Linked DNA regions of Zea mays: all the other regions are linked to region 3. A link is a contact called in public Hi-C data. All regions are on one chromosome and are shown on one strand. Each heading gives the region's core, a stretch centred on a gene start, on an enhancer-like site or on the middle of the called end of the contact. The rest is flanking DNA. Distances are from core to core; before and after follow the strand shown. Region 1 holds the start of LOC100383763 (Tetratricopeptide repeat (TPR)-like superfamily protein). Region 2 holds the start of LOC100304284. Region 3 holds the start of LOC100284198. Region 4 holds the start of LOC100280497.

The links. A called contact is a pair of places that touch in the nucleus more often than the background predicts.
Region 1: a contact with region 3 is called in a Hi-C map of leaf, with 6 times the contacts expected there. The contact joins the promoter of LOC100383763 here to the promoter of LOC100284198 in region 3. A contact is called at or near these places in 3 of 25 Hi-C or Micro-C datasets (ear, leaf and tassel).
Region 2: a Hi-C map of bundle sheath shows a contact between it and region 3, with 2.5 times the contacts expected there. The contact joins the promoter of LOC100304284 here to the promoter of LOC100284198 in region 3. A contact is called at or near these places in 3 of 25 Hi-C or Micro-C datasets (bundle sheath, ear and leaf) and 1 of 3 datasets of contacts at active chromatin or transcription factors (leaf).
Region 4: a contact with region 3 is called in a Hi-C map of ear, with 2.9 times the contacts expected there. The contact joins the promoter of LOC100280497 here to the promoter of LOC100284198 in region 3. A contact is called at or near these places in 3 of 25 Hi-C or Micro-C datasets (ear, endosperm and leaf).

What each region holds. Positions count from the first base shown.
Region 1 is chr1:20,779,877-20,785,229 of Zm-B73-REFERENCE-NAM-5.0, forward strand. LOC100383763 (Tetratricopeptide repeat (TPR)-like superfamily protein) reads left to right here and starts at 1,844. Exons shown (of 14, transcript NM_001362135.1): 1 at 1,844-1,944; 2 at 2,039-2,368; 3 at 2,447-2,553; 4 at 3,005-3,234; 5 at 3,891-4,058; 6 at 4,307-4,667; 7 at 5,171-5,314. The coding sequence starts at 2,083.
Region 2 is chr1:21,402,354-21,407,149 of Zm-B73-REFERENCE-NAM-5.0, forward strand. It overlaps LOC100304284, which reads right to left and starts at 1,737. Exons shown (of 1, transcript NM_001165726.1): 1 at 74-1,737. The coding sequence starts at 1,731. The coding sequence ends at 172. LOC100194387 (a long non-coding RNA gene) reads left to right here and starts at 2,155. Exons shown (of 2, transcript NR_147028.1): 1 at 2,155-2,308; 2 at 2,414-2,656. LOC111590753 (small nucleolar RNA snoR103) reads left to right here and starts at 4,455; the gene lies at 4,455-4,561.
Region 3 is chr1:21,145,758-21,150,704 of Zm-B73-REFERENCE-NAM-5.0, forward strand. LOC100284198 reads right to left here and starts at 2,002. Exons shown (of 7, transcript NM_001157093.2): 1 at 1,827-2,002; 2 at 1,607-1,663; 3 at 44-135. The coding sequence starts at 1,637.
Region 4 is chr1:21,528,551-21,533,942 of Zm-B73-REFERENCE-NAM-5.0, forward strand. It overlaps LOC100280497, which reads left to right and starts at 3,252. Exons shown (of 5, transcript NM_001153417.1): 1 at 3,252-3,344; 2 at 5,356-5,392. The coding sequence starts at 3,326.

The DNA.
Region 1 (5,353 bases), core at 594-3,093, 370 kb before region 3:
GGAGCGCGACGTGTCCATGGACCGCGGCCTGCTGCCGTTCCAGGAGCGCGACGTGTCCATGGACCGCGGCCTGCGCGACCAGCTGTGTGCCGCGGCCGAGGAGAAGGTTGTGCCGCCGCGCCTGTTCAAGCAGTAACAACACAAATACACTCTTTGCTTAATATGTAGCAAAGAGCCAGCTCCATCGGTGTGAGGCATCCTGTTTCCGTGAGAACCCTCTTTGCATTTGTGATGGAACATGGAACACTGTTTTCTTGATACAAACGTACTAAATAAGGAGAGGTTACCTTGATGCTGGAAGGAGAGAGGCGGATGGTCTGACCGACGCCGCTAAGAGCACACTGCACAAACCCGGAGCCAAGTATGGTTCGTGAGCACGAGCCCACTTTCCTCATGCCATCCTCTGAGGAGAACGTGGGACCCAGCCCGAGAAGGATCACGCGCTGGGCGACCGGAACCACCTCTCACCGGGGGGGACACATTGGGATGGGTGGGGGCCTTACCACGTGCGGCGGACGGAGGTCGCCGAGGCCTGCCAATGGGCACGACGACGGGGTGACAAGGACCGGCGGCGAGGGTTAGGGTTTGAGAGCAGTCAAGTGCGGAAGGACGGACGGGCGGTGGGGGGAGCTAGGTCTGAACCGAATAGGGCCATGAGACGGCGGAGGATCTCCTCTGCAAACACGCACAGTGCGATGGGCAGGAACTTACCTCGCGCGGCGACGGACGGTGATTTGGGCTTGGGAGTCGCTCATCTCGCCCGACAGCCGCCTCCCCTCTCCTTCCTTTCTCCTTCCTCCCACGCAACCGGTGCTGTGGGGCGGGGCGCGGTGATTTTGGCTTGGGGGGCGGAGGGAGAGCCGGAGAGGGAGGGAGCACCGGCCAGGCCAGAGGGCGAGGGGGGTGAGGCGATGCGAGGAGGACGACATCGTGGGTGGCCAAGGAGGACTGAGGCGGTGTCGGTTGCAGCTGCGAGGGAGGCGGGGAGGGGAGGGCGGTCGAGCAAACGAACGGTGCAGCGGGCGCGAGGGTGATGCTCGACGAACGGACGGCTTAGATTGGCTGAAGGCAGAACGCAAGGGGGCAGCCTACCCCTTGCAGCCTTAATAGGTAGTATAGATATCTGTACATTGCCATTGTACCATATGTTTTGGTGAATCTCGTCTAACCTCGAGTACCCTTGAAATCTTTCCAGCAAACATCGGGACTCATGATGACAATGAAGGATGTGATGGGTTTGTGTCTGTTAGCCATATAAGGTTGCACGTTAAGCATGCCCCTGACTTGCCGGACGAGCAGCAAGACTTCGGGATCTTGATTGGCTAAGGCACTAAGAATAGAATAGCTTTTCCAGAAAAGAGAGACAACAACGGACACTGTACTATGTAGTGGTGAAATAGCTAGATTAAGATAATAAAATTTATATATGACTAGGATCATAAATGGATTACGAAACATTTTTATCATAACAATATAACACACGTTTATACATAAATTATTATAGTATTATATATTCCCGTTGCAACGCACGGACACTCACCTAGTATATATATAAATGTAGCAATTAGCAATGTACGCAGCACGAGCACTATAAAGCCACCAATTCTTCGGCTTTAACGGTGAAGCTATTTTTATAGAAATCCAACTAAATTGGGCCTTATTCAGGGTCCTGACGTCCGGAGGTAGCAAATTAGTACTTGGACCTAGGCGGCGTAACTTGGTCCAACGCCCACAGCCCATGGGCTAGCTAACCCTTCGCGTGCGACGTCGGCTTGCCAGCCGCAGGCCCTCGGGCTCTCTTTACCCATCTCCAGTCCTCCAACCCCAATCCTCTCCTTTCCATCCACGCCGCTGCGCTTCCGATGCAACCCTAACCACCTCATCGCCGGCACGATCTTCCCCGCCCCCACTCCCCGGCTATTGCCTCTGATTGGCGGCTCTCCGGTGCGTGCCCCCTTGCTCTCCCTATCACCTTTACACGCCCCCTTCCACTCTTGCGCGTTAATTTCACCTACCGCTTTTTGTCTGTTCGCCTTAGGGATTCACGTTGGTCCGGGGTACGGCTCCTGCGATTTTCACGCAATGGAGCAAGATCAGAGCGTGGTTGTCGGCAGCGCGGACTCTGGTGCTGCGGCTTTTGGTTTTGCGACTGGCAACCCCCCTAGCTTGGCTGTGACCGGCGGAAGCGCCGTGGCCCCCGACGGTGGAGCTCAGGCAGCTGATGCCTCTGCGTACCAGGCCGAGCACACGGCGTTGAATGGGACTGTCGGCGATATGGGTAATTACCCATCTACAGGAGCTGCAGAGAACGGCGAAGCCGTCCCCAACGAGACGGGCGAGCCGGTTCCTGAGCTATCGTACGAAGAAGGTAATATTGGGCTTGCAGGCTCGCCTAATCTGGTACCCTACCTTCTGTTTGCTCTTAACGTCCCGCTTTCTTATGCAGCCGTGCTTTCAGCAGAAGAGGCTAGGTTATGGAGTGTTGTTACCGCGAATTCCTTAGATTTTAATGCCTGGACCGCACTTATTGAGGAAACAGAGAAAAATGCTGAGGTAATGTTTGGTTAGCTACTTGCCGATATAAACATTCTCGTAACGTTCTTTGTGCAGCTAGCTATCTGTAAATGAGCTGATTTCGATAGCAGCTTGTAATTATAAGCTATTTGTCAATCTGCAATTGTTTGCCCATGGCTTTGATTTGGGGCATATTGTAATGGTGCATTTATTTTTGTTATATGATCAGTTACTTCCTTGTTCTTCTGTCTCTATCCTGCTAGTGGACTATGGTTCCTCTTGTTGCCTACAGTCAACTTGAAGTGTTTATGCATCTAATGCTTTAATTTTCCCTTCTGTATCCTTTAGTGTCCTTCACTATTTTGTGTTTCTAATAAAGTATACTTAATTTGAATCCGATCTGATTACCAGTCATAAGAATCAGAACTCTTGATACGATGATAATATTTATCCTAAATGCTAATGCATACTTCTGTATATTCTTGTCCAGAACAATATTTTGAAGATACGGAAAGTGTATGATTCGTTTCTTGCGGAATTCCCTCTTTGCTTTGGGTATTGGAAGAAATATGCTGACCATGAAGCGAGACTTGATGGTGTGAGTAAAGTTATAGAGGTGTATGAACGAGCAGTTCTCGCAGTTACTTATTCAGTGGACATTTGGTATAACTATTGTCAGTTTGCAATTTCAACATATGATGATTCAGATATCATACGAAGGTAGCAAATTAGCAATCCATACGCAATATGCTTGTTCCAATGAAACTTCTGTACCTAGGGTCTGTCTTCTGATTATTTGAAATGACTGGGCATTTGAAATCTATATTATTATACATAAATTCTTGATTAAGCTCTTATCATAGCTCAATGCCCACTTCTGCACTTTGTGTGGCAGCATAGTCTATCTGAGATTGGATATGTAAAAATGTATCTATGTTATTGGAGTGGTTGTATGCCTCTGAGTTGCAACAGGCCAATGGTTAATCCTATACTTACCTTTAGGGGCTAAACATAATGTATTTTTTTGGCCTTTTGTGAACTCAGTCTTGATGTAGTCACTTCTTTTGAGCCTATGTCAGTTCATACTCCATACAAAAGCTTTTATATGAGTGACATTAACATGCTTATTTGATCAAAGATGCTTTAATCTCTAGTACTCTACATATATGGTCATATAAGTATTATTGAAATATGCATTTAATGAATAATGTTGTCATCCCTAGATGTAAATAGCTACTACCTTTGCATCTGCCAGGCCCAGGCATCCATTGCATGTCCCATTGATGTACTTCTGTTTTTGTCTCTTGTTTTGTTGTGAATCAATAAACTTTGCTGAACCTTTGGAGTAACTTTCTCTGCCTTCTGGTTTTTTACAGACTGTTTGAACGTGGCTTGGCATATGTTGGAACAGATTATCATTCCAATATTTTGTGGGATGAGTATATTAAGTATGAAGAGTCACTGGAGGCTTGGAGTCATCTAGCTGATATATATACAAGAGTATTGGAGCATCCCATCCAGCAGCTTGATCGGTATTTTAATTGGTAAGTTCTTTCACATATTTCTATGTGTTCTTATTCAAATCTTTGAACTTTAGCTTTCCCTTTTGCGTTAATATGAATATTATCTATCTTTTGTTTATTTGTGCTAGTTGATAGCTTTGTTGTCTGATGAGTTGTTCAATAAGCATATCACGAACAACAGTTGTGTCTGCCATGTGTGAACTAAAGTAATGTATGTGCATCACTAGACCATTTTGTCTTTTGTGTTACTAATCATTATTTTTACGCAGCCTCAAGGAATTGGCTTCGAAGCACAGTTTATCAGAAATACTTACTGCAGAAGAAGCCTCGTTGTATGTTGTCACATCTGAGACCACTGCTCAAGCGCCTGATGGTGAGGCACATCCTGATGATGTTGATAAGCTTGGTCAACCAGAAATTTCGTCTTCAACAGACGCAGAAAGCCTTGCAAAGTATGTCTCCATGAGGGAAGAGATGTACAGGAAGGCTAAAGAGTATGAATCTAAGATCATTGGTTTTGAGCTAGCTATTAGAAGGCCATATTTTCATGTCAAGCCTCTTGACAATCCAGAGCTTGAAAATTGGCATAACTACCTTGACTACATCGAGAAGGAAGAAGACATTAATAAGGTATGCTTTTACACTTCTAGAAACCCCTTGTCCTTATTTACTAGTTTTTATTATCGAACGCTTGGAATCCTATAACTTACAATCCAGTCTTATTGGTTCCACTATATCCTTTAACGGCTAGTATTTGGACGAAGCTTCCTTTGTAATGGGATATTGAACTGAGGATAGAGCGTGGACATAATGTTTGGTTTCGATGAGGCTAAGTACTCCAAACTTTCATTTGGCAGTGGTCGTTCTGGGTTCATGTATATGATACCAAATACCAGTTTTGAATTTTTAATCTCATATATGCAGGTATTTGCTTAATGCTCACCTTCTTAACCATCTATCTATCGAGCAGGATGGTCCCTCCTTTCTTATGGAGGGGCCTCCGTAATCAGCTAATGGAGTAATCTGTGTGAACTTCTCTTTTTTTGTCAATACCATATCCTTACTATCATTATTTACCCTCTTTATTTTGTCTCGTACACAAGATTTCTGATGTTATGTTAAACTGTTTTCAGGTTATAAAATTGTATGAAAGGTGTGTGATTGCATGTGCTAGTTATTCAGAATTCTGGATCCGCTATGTGCAATGTATGGAGGATAAAAGGAGTCTAGACCTAGCAAACAATGCCCTGGCTCGTGCTACTCATGTGTTTGTCAAGGTATTATTTCATAACTAGTATGACAATTTGCTTCTCTCA
Region 2 (4,796 bases), core at 487-2,986, 260 kb after region 3:
TATGATAACTTTGGAAAGTGGTGGAATGTCACATTCTAAAAAAATAGCCTAATGCAATAGTAAGATTCCAATTCCTCAAAATGAAAGGAAATAAACGGGGCATAAGTGTTCATCTTGTCAACAAAATAGTTTAATGATGTATTCATGATCGCCATCATCCAAATGTATGCACTAAGCTGCTCTCAATATATCAGCGTCAGCTGCATCACCATTACTAGGCCTGCTTTCAACAGAGTGTTGGACTCTTTGGCAATCCACTGGTGGCAGTCGACCAAATTGTATCATCTTTTCAGTTAATCTGGCAATTGATTCTTCCTGTTTGGCAAGCTGCATAAGTATCTTTATCCTTCTAAATGCAACATTACTGGGCTTTTGCCCTAACTCAACCATCTGACAGAAGCACCTCTCAGCGTCCTCCAACTTCCCCTCGTCACACAGCAGGTCCAACAGCACATCTGATACCAGCGTTAATGATCCAAAGCTGCTGCTGACCATATCGCTCCATAGCTCAAGTGCCAGTGCCACCTTCCCATACCGGTGGCACAACCTGATAATGAACATGCAAGACTGTGTGTTTGGGTAACATCCTTCAGACCGCATACGCTCATATAACCGCCATGCGCTGCCAATGTCGAAAGCCCAGTAATAGCACCTGAAGAAAAGGTTATAAGTTGTGGGATTTGGCATCAGTCCCTTTGAGACCATTTGATCCATCAGTGCGAATGCATCTCCAAGCCTCTTCGCTATAACAAAATTCCTTATTGCTGCATTGTATGCAGGGACATCTGGGTAGCACCCTAGCTCATACATCTCCTTGAGCAAATCTTTTGCCTTGTCGGGTTGGCCAATCAACCCCAGTCCGCCAATCAAGCTTGTGTAAGTGATAATATCAGGGGAAATGTCTTTGTGCCGCATTTCGTCGAGCAGCTTGTAGGCCTTCTGCACGTCCCGGTTCTTGCAGTGGCAGTCGATCAAGCTGTTGTAGGTCACCAGGTCAGGCTCCACCCCGAGCTCCCGCATTTCGGTGACGAACGCCTCGGCGTCCTCGGCCGACTTCCAGCCAGAGAGGAGGATGTTGAAGGTGTGGCGGTTCACTCGGAACTCGTACTTGAGCGCGTGGAAGACGTTGCGCGCGTCGGACATGCTCTTCTCCTGGCAGAGCGTGCGGAGCAGCGCGTTGAAGAGTACGGCCGGGTCGACGGTGTGGAAAAGTCGCGCGAGGCAGCGGAAGGAGGCGACTGTCTCACGGACGGAGCAGACCTTGGCGACGCGGCCGAGGACGATCATGGCGGTGCGCGGGGTGAGGGCGTCCGGACATATGCGGCGCGTGTTCGCGACGAGGTTCCACATGTGCGGGAAGCGGCGGGCCCGGCCGAGCACGTAGAGCGCGGTGTCGATGGCGTAAGGCGACGGCGCGATGCCGCCACGGTCGGCGGCGAGGGAGAGGAGCGATAGCGCGCGGAGCGGGTCCCCGTGCGCGAAGCGGAAGCGGCGCATGACGGCGTCGAGGAGCGGGGACGAGAGCGAGACGGCGGACGCCGCGAGCGCGGACTCCATCGCGGACGGCGTGGCCGCGGACGTGACGATGCGGTACACCTCACCGACGTCGGCATCGGACGCGGTGCCGTCGTGGCTGCCGGGCGCAGCGGATCTGGCGGCTGGTGGCGGCGGCGGTTTGCGCGACTTGTTGGAGATGTACTGGAAGAGCCGGGGCGCGGGTTTCGGCGGCATTTTGCGCGACCACGAAGCGGGCGGCCGTTCGCGGTCCGGGTATTTGGTGTCGAGTGTCGAGGGACTCCCCACCTCCCGGTCGTCGCGCAGATCCACCGATCCCCCTCCCCCTCGGATCCTCCCCGCAAATCAGATCCCGCCGGGTGCTCGCCCTGCCCGCGTCCCCCGCTGCTTCCCTACCTCGTCGCCTCAAGCGGCTCAAGAAATCCTCCGCTCAAACCACCGCCACCGCTAGCACCACCGTCGCTACCACTACTAGCAGCAGGATCTTCGAAGTGGTGCCGTGGCGCTGCCCTGGGTACACGTTCCAGGAGTCGGGGCCGGTGGGCACGACGAACCTGAGCCGCACCGAGGTGCGCGCGCTCATGGCGGAGCTCGCCGCTGACTTCCTGGGAACGCCTCGACCAGGACGACGACTCGGTTCGCGGACGAAGCCAGCCGTAGTACTCCCTTCTCAGATATGCGCGCTCGTGGTGCAGGAGCGCTCCTGGCGCCCCGCCGCGACGGTGGCCGGGGCCCCCTCGCTGGCGTCCCGGTCGCGTCAACCACCTCAATCTCGCTGGCGTCCGCCTCCGCGGTACGTTCGTTCGTCCACCCTCCATTTGCAGATTCGTCTGCATCTGCTGTTTGCGGATCGTCGACTCATTGTTCTTGCCGTATGTGTTCGAACCGTTTCTTTCAGATGTCAAGAGGTGGATCTTGTTTCTGCAGTGAGTTGCTCATCTGGAGACAATCGAGCGTAGATTGTTGAAGGCACATCTCCAATATTCCTGCACAAAAAAACAATGCGCATCAACTAACAGAAGTGCAACACACTCTCATCTGAGTGTTCACATCTTTCTTTTTTTTTGGTTGATTCGTTTAAACCTCACTATGTACATACAAGGCAGAATCACAGTCCCTGCATCGTTGGCTTGCCAAGTTTTGCCCTCTTTTGCCACCTCCTAGGTCAACTATTGCTAATGCTTTCAGTCCAGATGGAAAAACACTTGCGTCCACAAGATCATTGTATACAAACTGAACTGAAAGACATTTATTTTGTTAGTGGTGAGGTGACCATACTGTGAAATTAATTGACTGTAATATAGGGAAATGTTTGAAGGTTTTGAGTGGACATCACAGTATACAAACTGAACTGAAAGACATCTATTTTGTTAGTTATCAGCCTCATCAAACTGATTGAAAGACACCAAACTGAACTGAAAGACAACAAACATGCCAGGTAACTGTATCGCGAAAGACAACAAACATCATACTTTTTTCGGCTCTGGTATGTTTTTGTAGCTCCCATTTTAGATTTTACCAAGTATTAAATGTACACTGCTTACTGTTTGATGACTAACATCATGCAGAGGTCTTAATTTTAAAAAATATCGCTGAACCTTGAAATACATATTCAAACCATTCCTTTTGCAGTGGTATGTTTCTGCAGCCTTTTTTGCTAGTTGGATTTAGTCCAGCATCTGACACTATTATAGTTTTCAATCCATGGATCGATGGGTTAAATGGTTATTTTAAGCTAAAGCTTGTTTTCCTTTACAAGAGGGATTTTTATCTAAAAGAATATCTTTGGAGTGGCTCTTTGACATTCTATGAAACTATCCTTTTTATTTGATACCACATGTCAGGCGTTATATTCAAATGTGCATAAACAAATATACTAATTGTTTTAGCTGACCTAGAGTTTATGTAGAAGACTATGATAGGCTGTATGTATGAGTTGTTTCTTGCTGTATATGGATTGGTAATGAATAGAGAAAATAGGTTTGCTTTGTAGTATTACAAAAATATATGTATCTAGGGCTGGAAACGAGCCGAGCCGAGCTCGCTCGGCTCGGTGCGGCTTGGTGCCTGAACGAGCTCGGCTCGGCTCGCCCATTCCACGAGCTGGCGAAAGTGGCTCGGCTCGGCTCGACCTTGGCTCGCGAGTTGGCTCGACTCGGCTCGCGAGCCATATTCTGGTATTTATCGTTGCATTATTTGCTAAATTAACATTATATAAATTTAAAATATAGAATCATCATTCAACATTATGAGTAATTTAAATTATAAAGTGTAATATATTCATCATCAGAGACTAAAAAATGAGCTATTATCCATAAAATTATCTAATATTCATTATTATTCCATAAATTGATCATTTTTGCAAGGCTCGCGAGCCGGCTCGGCTCGGCTCGCTGCAAAAAACGAGCTCGAAGAAGGGGCTCGGCTCGGCTCGTTCGAGGCTCACGAGCCGCTCCGAGCTCGAGCCGGCTCGCGAGCCTCGAGCTTATTTTCCAGCCCTATATGTATCCTTGAGACGAGTCCTTTCTGGAAGTGCTAAAATGAACTGGAGTGTGGAACTATGGATTAATTAACCTGTCAAACCTATTCTACAATTGTAGCCTGCAAATAGTAAATATGTACCTCTGTGTGTTCTGAAGTCTTAACTTAATCTCCTAATTCTTGGCAGGCTTCATGTGTTGTATCTTTCTATAAATATGGACAAAGAATAAGGTTGATGGAATTTAGTTGATTATTAAATGATTTGTAAGTGCTCAAAATGGGATGACATTCAGTAAGAACCTAGCAGGATACATTCCTTCATTCTTTATTTACAGCTTTAACTTGGAAATATGATGGTAGCCTTATTGCTGATACAGCTATATATTTACAGAAACATAATGTGATGGATAACATATTATATTTTATATGGATTATACAATGTCCTAATTCTTGGTAGGACGCATGAGTTGCGTCCTGCTGTAAATATGGACAAACAATGAAGTTGATGAAATTTAGGTGAGCGCTATGTGAGTCATAGGTGCTCATAAAGGATCATCACACATTTAGGGTTGCTATAAGCATGGTGCATCATCTATACTAATTAATTTGTTAGCGATCTTGTTCGGGTGCATAGCCAATGCTCTAATATTTTTTATTCACAAATTTTGATATCTAATCCTCGGTGATCTACATGAATTTCATTCAATCTAAATGTGAACTGCTAGTAGAAATATGATTCCCATGGCTTGCTGGTAGAACATAAAACTAGAGTGTACTGCTGGTATTGGTTGCTTTAGACT
Region 3 (4,947 bases), core at 752-3,251:
TCAAAAGATTCAAAAGCAAGTTACAAAATGGAAGATCAATTACATTGCCCATTGCGATGAGCCCCTTGTCAAAGAAGAAAACAATTCCCAGAAATGAGAAGAATATTCCAAAGCCTGTCAGGCCAAGCCCAATCTCTGTGCAAGATGAAATTCAGACCGCACATATCAATGAGTTGAAAAAAATAGACTGTAATATCTAAACCAGCGAATATGTTTTTGCAACTTCATACAAAAGATTTTGCACGGCAGATTTTTTTCGTCACACTTTGATCATTGAACATTATCTTTTCAACACAGTCAAACCACCCAAAGGTGGTACTTTAAGCTCGATGAATCTACTGAGAATCGCTGAAAATTTGCATCAAAACCCAGACAGAACAAGGTTTCAAAGTGGAAGTTGACCGAGCATAGAGCATCTCCAAAAGTCTTTCCTAAATTCACTCTAAATCATCATTTGGAGAGCCATTTGAATAAAAATTGCTCTCTATCTTACCACCCTCCAGCAGATTTTGTAGATCTTGTGTGCACTCTAGAGAGCCAATCTCACTCTCCATCTTTAGCTAGCGAGAAATCCAGAATAGATGATGGCAATATTTATATATCTAATTAAAGAACTTGTTGGAGGACATTTTTTCACCCAAAATCTCCATTCCTATCAATGAGGAAAAATACAGAGAGGTTCTTGGAGTTGCTCTTAGCTAATGGCTGAGTAGATGTTTCTTACAGTAGTCAATTAAAAACTAGCATAAACATCTTAGGCCTGTTTCAACTAAATCCAAGCATCTTTCAGAGGATTCAGCAGTCAGACAGCAGCTCAGCACTGCAGTTAGTATTTGTGTAGTATGGCAATTGTGTCGGCCTAACCAGCAGACATCTTGAACTTTAATATCTTTGGTTTGCCTGAAAGCTTTATCCAGTTGGTGCACTTGAGCCAATATTTCCACAGATTGGACAAACTCAGTTGAGATCAGACACAGTAACAAACTGCTAGAATATCACACATGCTATCGAGGATGAACAGACCCATATACTTGTTCTTTCTAATAACACCCCCAGCCCACCCTTGAAGGGAAAAAAAAGAATTAGCAAGTTGCCTCTCTTGCATTGTACACACTTATAACACTAAAACTACCACTCAAGTGATATTGGCATATTGTAGACCACAGGCACACAGTACATGATATATGCTGCCACTCATGGTCAATTGTAACACTAACACATTTAGACAAAAAAATGCAGGTTAAATTATACAGCACGTTCCACACATGATATTACCCTGATGGATCAACACATTAAAACTACTGTTTTTACATGATATGAGGTGCATGTCACAGTTTATATGATTGAAAAATCATCAAATATCAGTTAAAGACATGCAAACCTTCAAAACAAAGTAGCATCCCTGAGGGTGACTTTGTCACATTCATCACAAGACAATTTGCAAACATGCTAACTTGTTAAGTTCTGAATTATGAGGCAGAAACAAAGGACGTCAAGCAAATCAATACACATTCATGCCTAGCACAAACTATCTATGCTCCTATCAGAAACAAATGGAACAAAAATTGGGAAGACAATTAAAAAAAGAGTGGTGACAAGTCCATACTCTTGAGGTCATTCATCTCGAAGGAAACCATCTTGTCTTGCAATGACACCGTGGATACTAGCAGGGGCAGATCCAGTAAAGGAATATGGGTGATTTTTGCAACAACAAAAAAAACTTCGAAGTTAGGAGGGTTGTCAAATAGCTAAATAGCTTTAGGTTAGGGTTTCGGTGCTCAGCTTCGAACAGGATGAAGGGAAGGGAAAAGAACGGGTGGGAGTACCTGGCGGGTGTCGTCGCCGGCGAAGAGACCAAAGAAAGCCTCAGCAGTCAGCACCTGGCTTAGGGCGGCGGCGGCGGCGCACCCGTCGTCTGAGAGCGACAGAGGGGCTAGACTAGAGAAGTAGAGAGACAAACAACGCACGAGGAGGTTATGCATCGACGGCGTCAGAATTCAGAAAGAGCCGCATCGGGACTCCTCGACCGTTTTTTCTTTGGAAATTTCTGTTTTATTACAGCTATTTTGGGAATTCTATTTAAAAAAAGGGAAATTTGGATCCATACCATTAAAAGATCACCACCTTGGATCCATACCATTACTATCTCACTTACATGTGGGTCCACATGAGTCAATGACATGTGGGGTCCATGGTATATATCTAAAGTTTGGATCTTTTAATGGTATAGATCCAATTGCGCATTTAAAAAAGGATTACTATCTTTCTAAGTAAAAATGAATTAATTTTCTTTGTGAATATAGAAATTCAGTGTTCCTATACTAGACCTTAGAGCTAGTTTAAGAACCCCATTTTCCCTAAAAATCGATTTTTCCAAGAGAATTCAATTATTTTTCTTTAAGAAAATAGAAATTCAACTAAAAAAATAAAGTTCCTAAATTAGCTCTTATATTTTTCTTTCACTCTCTTTTATTCTTATGGAAAAACCCTAAGAGGGTGTTTGGTCCAGTGAAACCTAAAATGTAACGAACGGATTATAGGGCTAATAGATATCGATATCAGTATTAAGTACTAATATCCAATCTAATTATAGCTAACAACCATTACCGTCGACAAGAGATTCCATTGCCATTCTCGTAACAATGTCTGAGCCAAACAACACCTATGAGCTAAAACAAAATGATTAAATGACTAAGGGCATGTTTGGTCCCTAAATTACCAAACACGGTGACTAATAGCATCTCTAACTATCATGTAAAAAGGTTCATAAATGTTAGTTTAAGGACTAATGTACCCTAAACGATGTTGCTAAATTTAAGAAGTTATTATTTTATCCTTTCTTGTCTCTACATTTGGCAACTCGAGATTGACTCCTCAAAGCATTTTTCGTGCGAAATTAGTGTTCTATGTGTTCTGTTTTTATTCTCTTTTATTTTTTATTAATAAACTTCGGGCTACTATGTGGAAGAATTTTGTTGTATGTTATATTTTTTTATTTCTATAGTTTGCAATTTAGGTCTTGTTTGGAATCTATGAATGATTTTGCGTCTGTTTTGTACACAAATTTTAGAAACATTTCAAAAACAATATCATGTTTAATGGAAAGAACATAAAACTTTCTAGAACGTGAGAGCGAGATGAGTTTATAGCTGGCATATTTTTAAAATATTTGGCAGCTAAAAATAGAGAACTACTAGAAAACATATTTTGTTTACTCCCTACTATCATTTAGCAACTTCTCACATATGACATATTGAAAGTCGCCTAGAGGGGGTGAATAGGGCGAATCTGAATTTTACAAACTTTAAGCACAACTACAAGTCAGGTTAGCGTTAGAATTAAATGCGAGTCCGAAAGAGAGGGTGAAAACAAATCACAAGCGAATAAGAACGATAACACGGTGATTTGTTTTACCGAGGTTCGGTTCTTGCAAACCTACTCCCCGTTGAGGTGGTCATAAAGACCGGTTCTCTTTCAACCATTTCCCTCTCTCAAACGGTCCCTTAGACTGAGTGAGCTTTTCTTCTCAATCAAACGGGACACTAAGTCCCCACAAGGACCACCACACAATTGGTGTCTCTTGTCTTGGTTACAATTGAGTTGAACACAAGAAAGAAGGAAGAAGAAAAGCAATCCAAGCGCAAGAGCTCAAATGAACACAAGTCTCTCTCACGAGTCACTATTTGTTTGGAATGATCTTTGGACTTGGGAGAGGATTTGATCTCTTTGGTTGTGTCTTTGTATTGAATGCTATAGCTCTTGTAAGGTGTTTGAAGGCTGAAAACTTGGATCCTTGAAGTGTGGTGGTTGGGGGTATTTACAGCCCCAACCACCAAAAGAACCGTTGGTGAGGGCTTCTGTCGCATGGCGCACCGGACAGACCGGTGTGCCAACAGACACTATCCAGTGCGCCAGCCACGTCACCCGGCCGTTGGATTCTGACCGTTGGAGCTTCTGACATCTGGGGCACCAGACAGTTCGGTGGTGCACCGGATAGGTCCTGTAGACTGTCCGGTGCGCCTTCTGCGCGTGCTCTGACTCCTGCGCGCACTGTAGCGCATTTAATGTCTTCTGCAGACGACCGCTGGCGCGAAGTAGTCGTTGCTCCGCTAGCACACCGGACAGTCCGGTGCTACACCGGACAGTACGGTGAATTATAGCGGAGCGGCTCCTAGAATTTCCGAAGGTGAGCAGTTCGGAGTTGAGTTCCCTGGTGCACCGGACAGTCGGACACTGTCCGGTGGTGCACCGGACAGTCCGATGTGCCAGACCAGGGCACACTTCGGTTGTCTTTTGCTCTCTTTGTTTGAACCCTTTCTTGGTCTTTTTATTGGTTTATTGTGAACCTTTGGCACCTGTAAAACTTATAGTCTAGAGCAAACTAGTTAGTCCAATTATTTGTGTTGGGCAATTCAACCACCAAAATCAATTAGGAAAAGGTGTAAGCCTATTTCCCTTTCAATCTCTCCCTTTTTGGTGATTGATGCCAACACAAACCAAAGCAAATATAAAAGTGCAGAATTGAACTAGTTTGCATAATGTAAGTACAAAGGTTGCTTGGAATGAAACCAATACTTATTTCTACTAGATATGCATGGATGGCTTTCTTCTAATTTAAAATTTTGGACCATGCTTGCACCACATGTTTTGTTTTGCAATTCTTTTCAATGTCTTTTGCAAAATAGTCAAAGGTAAATGAGTAAGATTTTGAGAAGCATTTTCAAGATTTGAAATTTTCTCCCCTGTTTCAAATGCTTTTCCTTAACAAAACTCCCCCTTAATGAAATCCTCCTCTTAGTGTTCAAGAGGGTTTTAGATATTAATTTTGAAGAGGGTATACCAATTTGAAATTATATCAATATCAAGATACCAATTTGAAAAAACTACTTTAAAAACAAATTGAAAGACTAAAATTTTGAAATTGGTGATGGTGCGGTCCTTTTGCTT
Region 4 (5,392 bases), core at 2,002-4,501, 380 kb after region 3:
AGCCAACCAAGCCAGCACCGGATATGTCCGGTGCATACCGAACAATCTGGTGGTGCCCAGTCTGGCCCAACTTCTCCTGTTTTGTGCCAAACTTCTTTGCTTCTTTTTGGCTCGACTTGGAGGAGTTCCCTAGCACTTAGATGAACATTGTTAGCAATCAAAATAATTGATTAAGTGCTAGAATCATACCTTTGCAGCTTCATTTCAATAGGATTTTCAATATGTGCAAGCTTAAGTCCAAAAAATACATTTCTCTACAAAATGAGTTACAACCGAAACACAAGTACTAGAAACATTGTAAAGGACCTATGCAACATATTTAGAAGTGCAAACCTCACACTTATACCATTTCTCACAAAGTTGCATATTTAGGTCCATATATGTGCTCTTTTGGACTTGACATCTTCAATTTGATCTTTATATATGTGCTCATGCTCATATAAAGATTGTTATTTCAAGGTGTCGAGTTAAGCATTTAATCACCAAAACAGTTAGAAATGGTCCAAGGGCATATTTCCCTTTCAGCGAGGGAGGGGGAGGTTAGGGGTGGCGGGATCGTGAGTGAGGGGGGATGAGGGATGATCCAAATAATATTGTCCATTGGATTTGAGTAAGATAGAGGGGGCTATCCAACGATCTAAATCATTGGTTTTGATGGTGTGTTAATTCTTGGTGCAATTTGTTTGGTGGATTTAGTGGAGGTTATGAGTGTTGGGTGATTTGGTTGGTTGGGTTTTGTAAAGTTTAAATTGATGGATTATATAGTGGTAAAGATATGAAATGCAGGGGTGGATATATATGATTAACATGAGACATGATGGTTCAACCTTTCAAGACCAACATTGTTTGTGTTCACCATAACAAATATACTTCCTTCGATTCCAAACATAGGTTACTATAGAATTCTATCCTGACAAATTTTTTAAACTTGGCCCATCTATATATGAAAGTCAAACTTGGCACGTGGTTGAGATTATTTGTCATAGAAATGGTTTTTGTAGTATGCACTATTTAAAGTGTTACATAGGAGAGTCGAGAAGATGTCCTCAAGAACTTACATTTCAGATAAGAGGGAGTATACCATACACACCACACCACACCACATTTTAAGTAAGAAACTAAAGGAAACAACTTTGGTTAACTAGAGTGGGGGTGGTATACTAGTATCCAGGGAAAATGGAAACCTCCAAACAAAATTGCCTTCAATGAGTTTGCAAGGTTACCAATGACATAGTTAAAATCAAGTAATTACCAAGAGGAAACTTGTCCAAAGTTCACACAAGTATTTCAGAGCGTTTCAAACTAGGATACCGCCAACAACGCCCTGCAAAAACATATTTATTACACCTAAAAAGGAACATGAAACTATGAAAGGGGCTATAAACTTCTGATGAAGATGAAATAAGAATTATAAGTGTAAAGTCTGTAATACATCTTCGGAGGGATAACACACAATTATGATATATTTGAACAAAATATTTTATTTAAACAAGGTCTACATATGTGATATATATAAATTGTGGGCATTTACAAATCATGCACTAACACAGGAAGGATGGTCAGACATCCACGTGTACTCGACATCCGCTTTGACCCGATGGCACGCTAAGATCTCCCACCCGATGAGGCAGGTGATCATCCCGACAACCGCGCACGTCGTCTCTTTGCAGTTTTGCCTAAATTTGCACTTTTGCTTCAAATGTGTTCTTCTCTTGTAGCTTATCGCCCCCTTCTACTCGTCGCCAGGTTTCGTTATGGCTTTAAGACCGACCCCGACACGGATAAGTAAAACCAGGAGGCAAATAGCCCAAATACATCTTGCTATAGTGTTGCGTGGCAATATAAAATGAAAGCGCATACAACCGAGAGATGCATATGGACATGTATCAGGAAAAAAAGCACCGCGTTAAATGGTTATAAACAGCGCACACGTGGCTTCGGTCTGCAGCTGTGTGGGATGCATTGAGGAGAGGGGGTAATGCAATTTTTGCTCTCCTTGGTCAGGACACGTAAAATGCATCGTGTGTATGTATTACATGTTGGAAGCTAAGGAAAAGCACATATGCATCTCTTTTTACATGTTCTATTGGGATCAGCCAACAGAGTTTCCTTGCTCGTCTCATTCTTCGACCCTAGAGTAGATCTGGACATTTTTTGGACCAGTTCGGGTTCGGATCGGGCCAAAAATCCGGTAGAAATCTAGTTGGCCCGAGCCCGCCCGTGGCACCGACCTATACTCTAATATCTTGGCCCGAGCCCACCCATGACTTGACCCGATGCCCACGGATCAACCCGGTGGCTGGACCGTAAGTAGATTTGAGTTGTGCCTGACAGCAGACCTGAGCGGACGACCTATGACTAACGAGAGGTGTTCGGCCCACAACTCATTTTCTCCACTCATTTTGTGTTTGTTAAAGATGAAGATGAACTTACGTATGTCGAGGCAAAGTTCGGCTCATAGACTATGGAAGTATATTTTTGGACAGAGGATGAGACAAAGTTACAGTTTTTTATTATTTTATTGGGTCGACATGCTGCATGTAGGCTATCATCGTGGCCCGAGCCCAACCTGGATTTTTTGACGAGTTAAACTTTTGGCCCGCATGGCCGCATCCGCCCGTGGCACTGACCGGGTCGAATTGGGTCAGATTTTTTCGAACGGATTGGACCGGTGCCTGTTAGGCCATCTTGAGAGGGCCGTGTAAACGAATTTGTAAAGTACTGTTTTGTACTATAGATTATAATGTTTATAGAGTGAAGTTTAAAATAAAGAGTGAGATAAGGAGGGCTGGAGCCGTAACCGAGCCATACCAAATTAAAAAAAACTAACAATACGGCCCAACTATCCATCTGGCCCAAGTGCCTCGCCCTTTCTCCGCAACTCCACCCCAGGCAGCCCTCACCCCCTCACCGCCGCGGCCACCTGCGTCCGCCCGTCCCGACCTCCGTCCTCCGCCTCCGGCACCGTCGCGGCCCCCTGAACGCAGTCCGATTCCAGCCTCCGCCAGCCCGCCCACCAGCCACCGGCTTCCGGCCTCCGCCCGCCGGCGGCGGCCTCTGCTCTCCGCCCACCTGGCCACCTCCGCATCCGGCCTCAGCCTCCGGTGTCCGGTGTCCGCCCCCGCAGTGGGCGTGCCGCACTGGGCTGAGGAAGAACAGCTTCCGGTTCCTGCTGCTGATCTTGAACGGCGCGGCGCTCAGGTCGGAGGAGGCCTGCCGACGAGACTGAGGTAGCAGAAGGAGCCATACCAAAAAGAGAATCTTCCTCCGCCACTGTCGACTCCCATCTGCGAGGGTAGCTTCGCGCCGAGGCGTCAGTGGCGCGATGAACGTCCCTGTAGTCGGTGAGTTCTCGATGCGATTCGTGTGGATTTTCGTCGTTCGGGGTTGGAAAACGTGTCTATCGGGTAGAATTCCGGAGAAATCTGGTGGCCGTGTTGCGGTTAGTGTGTTTTTCTTTCACATATTTGGTAATTTAGGGGTTTAGAGGGGGCGGGAGGCATGACGAAAGTAGAGTTCTTCTGTTTTAGGCGATCTGTGGGCTGAAACTTTGGGTGTTATATCTGAAGTTAACCCCATGTTTTTGCTCTATAATGTTTGTGGTTGGCTGGTAATATGATTGGTTATTTGTTTATGTCGATTGATGTAGTTCATTTGGGTGTTCTAGTGGCACCGAAATGAAGTGTTGTCTAGGGTTGAAAACAGGGTTTTAGATTACTTTTTTTTAGTTTGCTTGATGTGCATGCGAAAATTTTGTTCTCGTTAAGGGCCTCTAACGTAATGGTTAAGGCTTTCGAGTAGCATCTCCAGGTCTTGGGTTCGATCCCCTCGGGGGCGAATTTCGAGCTTGGTTAAAAAAATCCTCTTGCTGCCGCCCGCCTGCTCTCGCGGATCGATATCCTGCGCACCACCCTGTGGCTGGGCCGTTGCACAGTGGGTAGTTGATCGGCCCGTTAGTGATGGGGCAGGGTTCTTAATATAATACCGGGAGGGCGGTCTTTCCCTCCCCGGCCGCCGAGTTTAGTTAGCAAGGTTGGTTGTAGGGTAGGAATTGGTAGTCAAAAAAATTCTGGCGGAATCAATGCATTTTGCCATCTGTTTTGTCGTCTAATGAAATTTTAAATTTTGGTGATAGGTTTCAAGGTATTCATTGTCATTTTGAGTGTCCATATCACTGTTTAGGATATTCTTCTAGTATTTACTAATGTCCATATATTATCTGAAATATCATATTTAGGGAAAATTTGATCTGTGGCATCAAAAGATCGCAATTTTAGAAATATACCTTCATACTGTCTTTGTTCACTTTAATACCGCCGAGATTTTGGGCCATTTAGAAATATGCCAGTCAGTTACCTTTTCTATAAACCCAGCCTCGCCACTGTCATCCTACCGTTTCCTTTCGATTGATAGTGGAATGAGTTCTTCCTCCACCCTGGCTCTCTCCGATGGATGCTCCAACATGCTATGGTCACCTCAAGCTGACCCTAAACTAGGTTTGTCTTCGCTCATGCCTGCTTCACGGCGCTCTCTTGTCCAAGTCTCTTCTTGTCACTGCCCCTCACCTCCTATGCCACCCGAAGTGCAGATCCATCTGGCCTTGGATTCGTTCGACCATACCAAATCTGTGTTGTTTCTCAAATCCGATTCAGCCTCAGCTGTTGCTGAGATTTGCATGCTTGGTGGCAGAGTACTCAATGTGCTATTTGATAGCTTGTTGCTCTATTTTGGATTGGGAGTTCAATTCCGCCCAGATCTACATCATAAAGGTGATTTGGGTGAGGTGGAGCTTTATTTTGTACAGTTAGTTTTGTGTGTGTGTGGGTGGGAGGGTTGCGATTTGGGCATGAAGAGATCCTTCTGATTTGAGCTATCTGAGCTCCAGAATCATCTCTTGATGCTGCCTTTGGCGTTGAGTAGATCTGAACTGAGGCACCCGGCTTTGGCATTGAGTACATCTGAGCTGCATTGTGAGTTTGTGACAGCTTTGGGTGGAGGAGCTGTTGTGCCGTGGTTTTGACTAGAGGTGGGCTGAAGCACAGAGGCTTCCTGTGCATGCGGGTTGGGGTGCGGCAGTGTGCACCAGAGATGCATACATGCTACAGATCGAAATATGTCAAACACTGCAATGGGGAAGACCATTATTGGGTAGAAAGTGTCACAGAATATTATGTTTCTAATCGGCATGATCTTTTGATGTCCCCTTGTTTTATCACTTATCAGACAAAGGAAGTTAAGCCATTCCTGCTATATGTGAAATACTTTAGCATGTATTGTGTTCTTAGATTTCTATGTCAAGAAAAAACATGGAAAATTATTTTGAAATGTTGAAGTGCTCTCTCTGTATTCTTGCAGATCCATATCAGGGGGAATTTCCTGAGACAATCGAAGA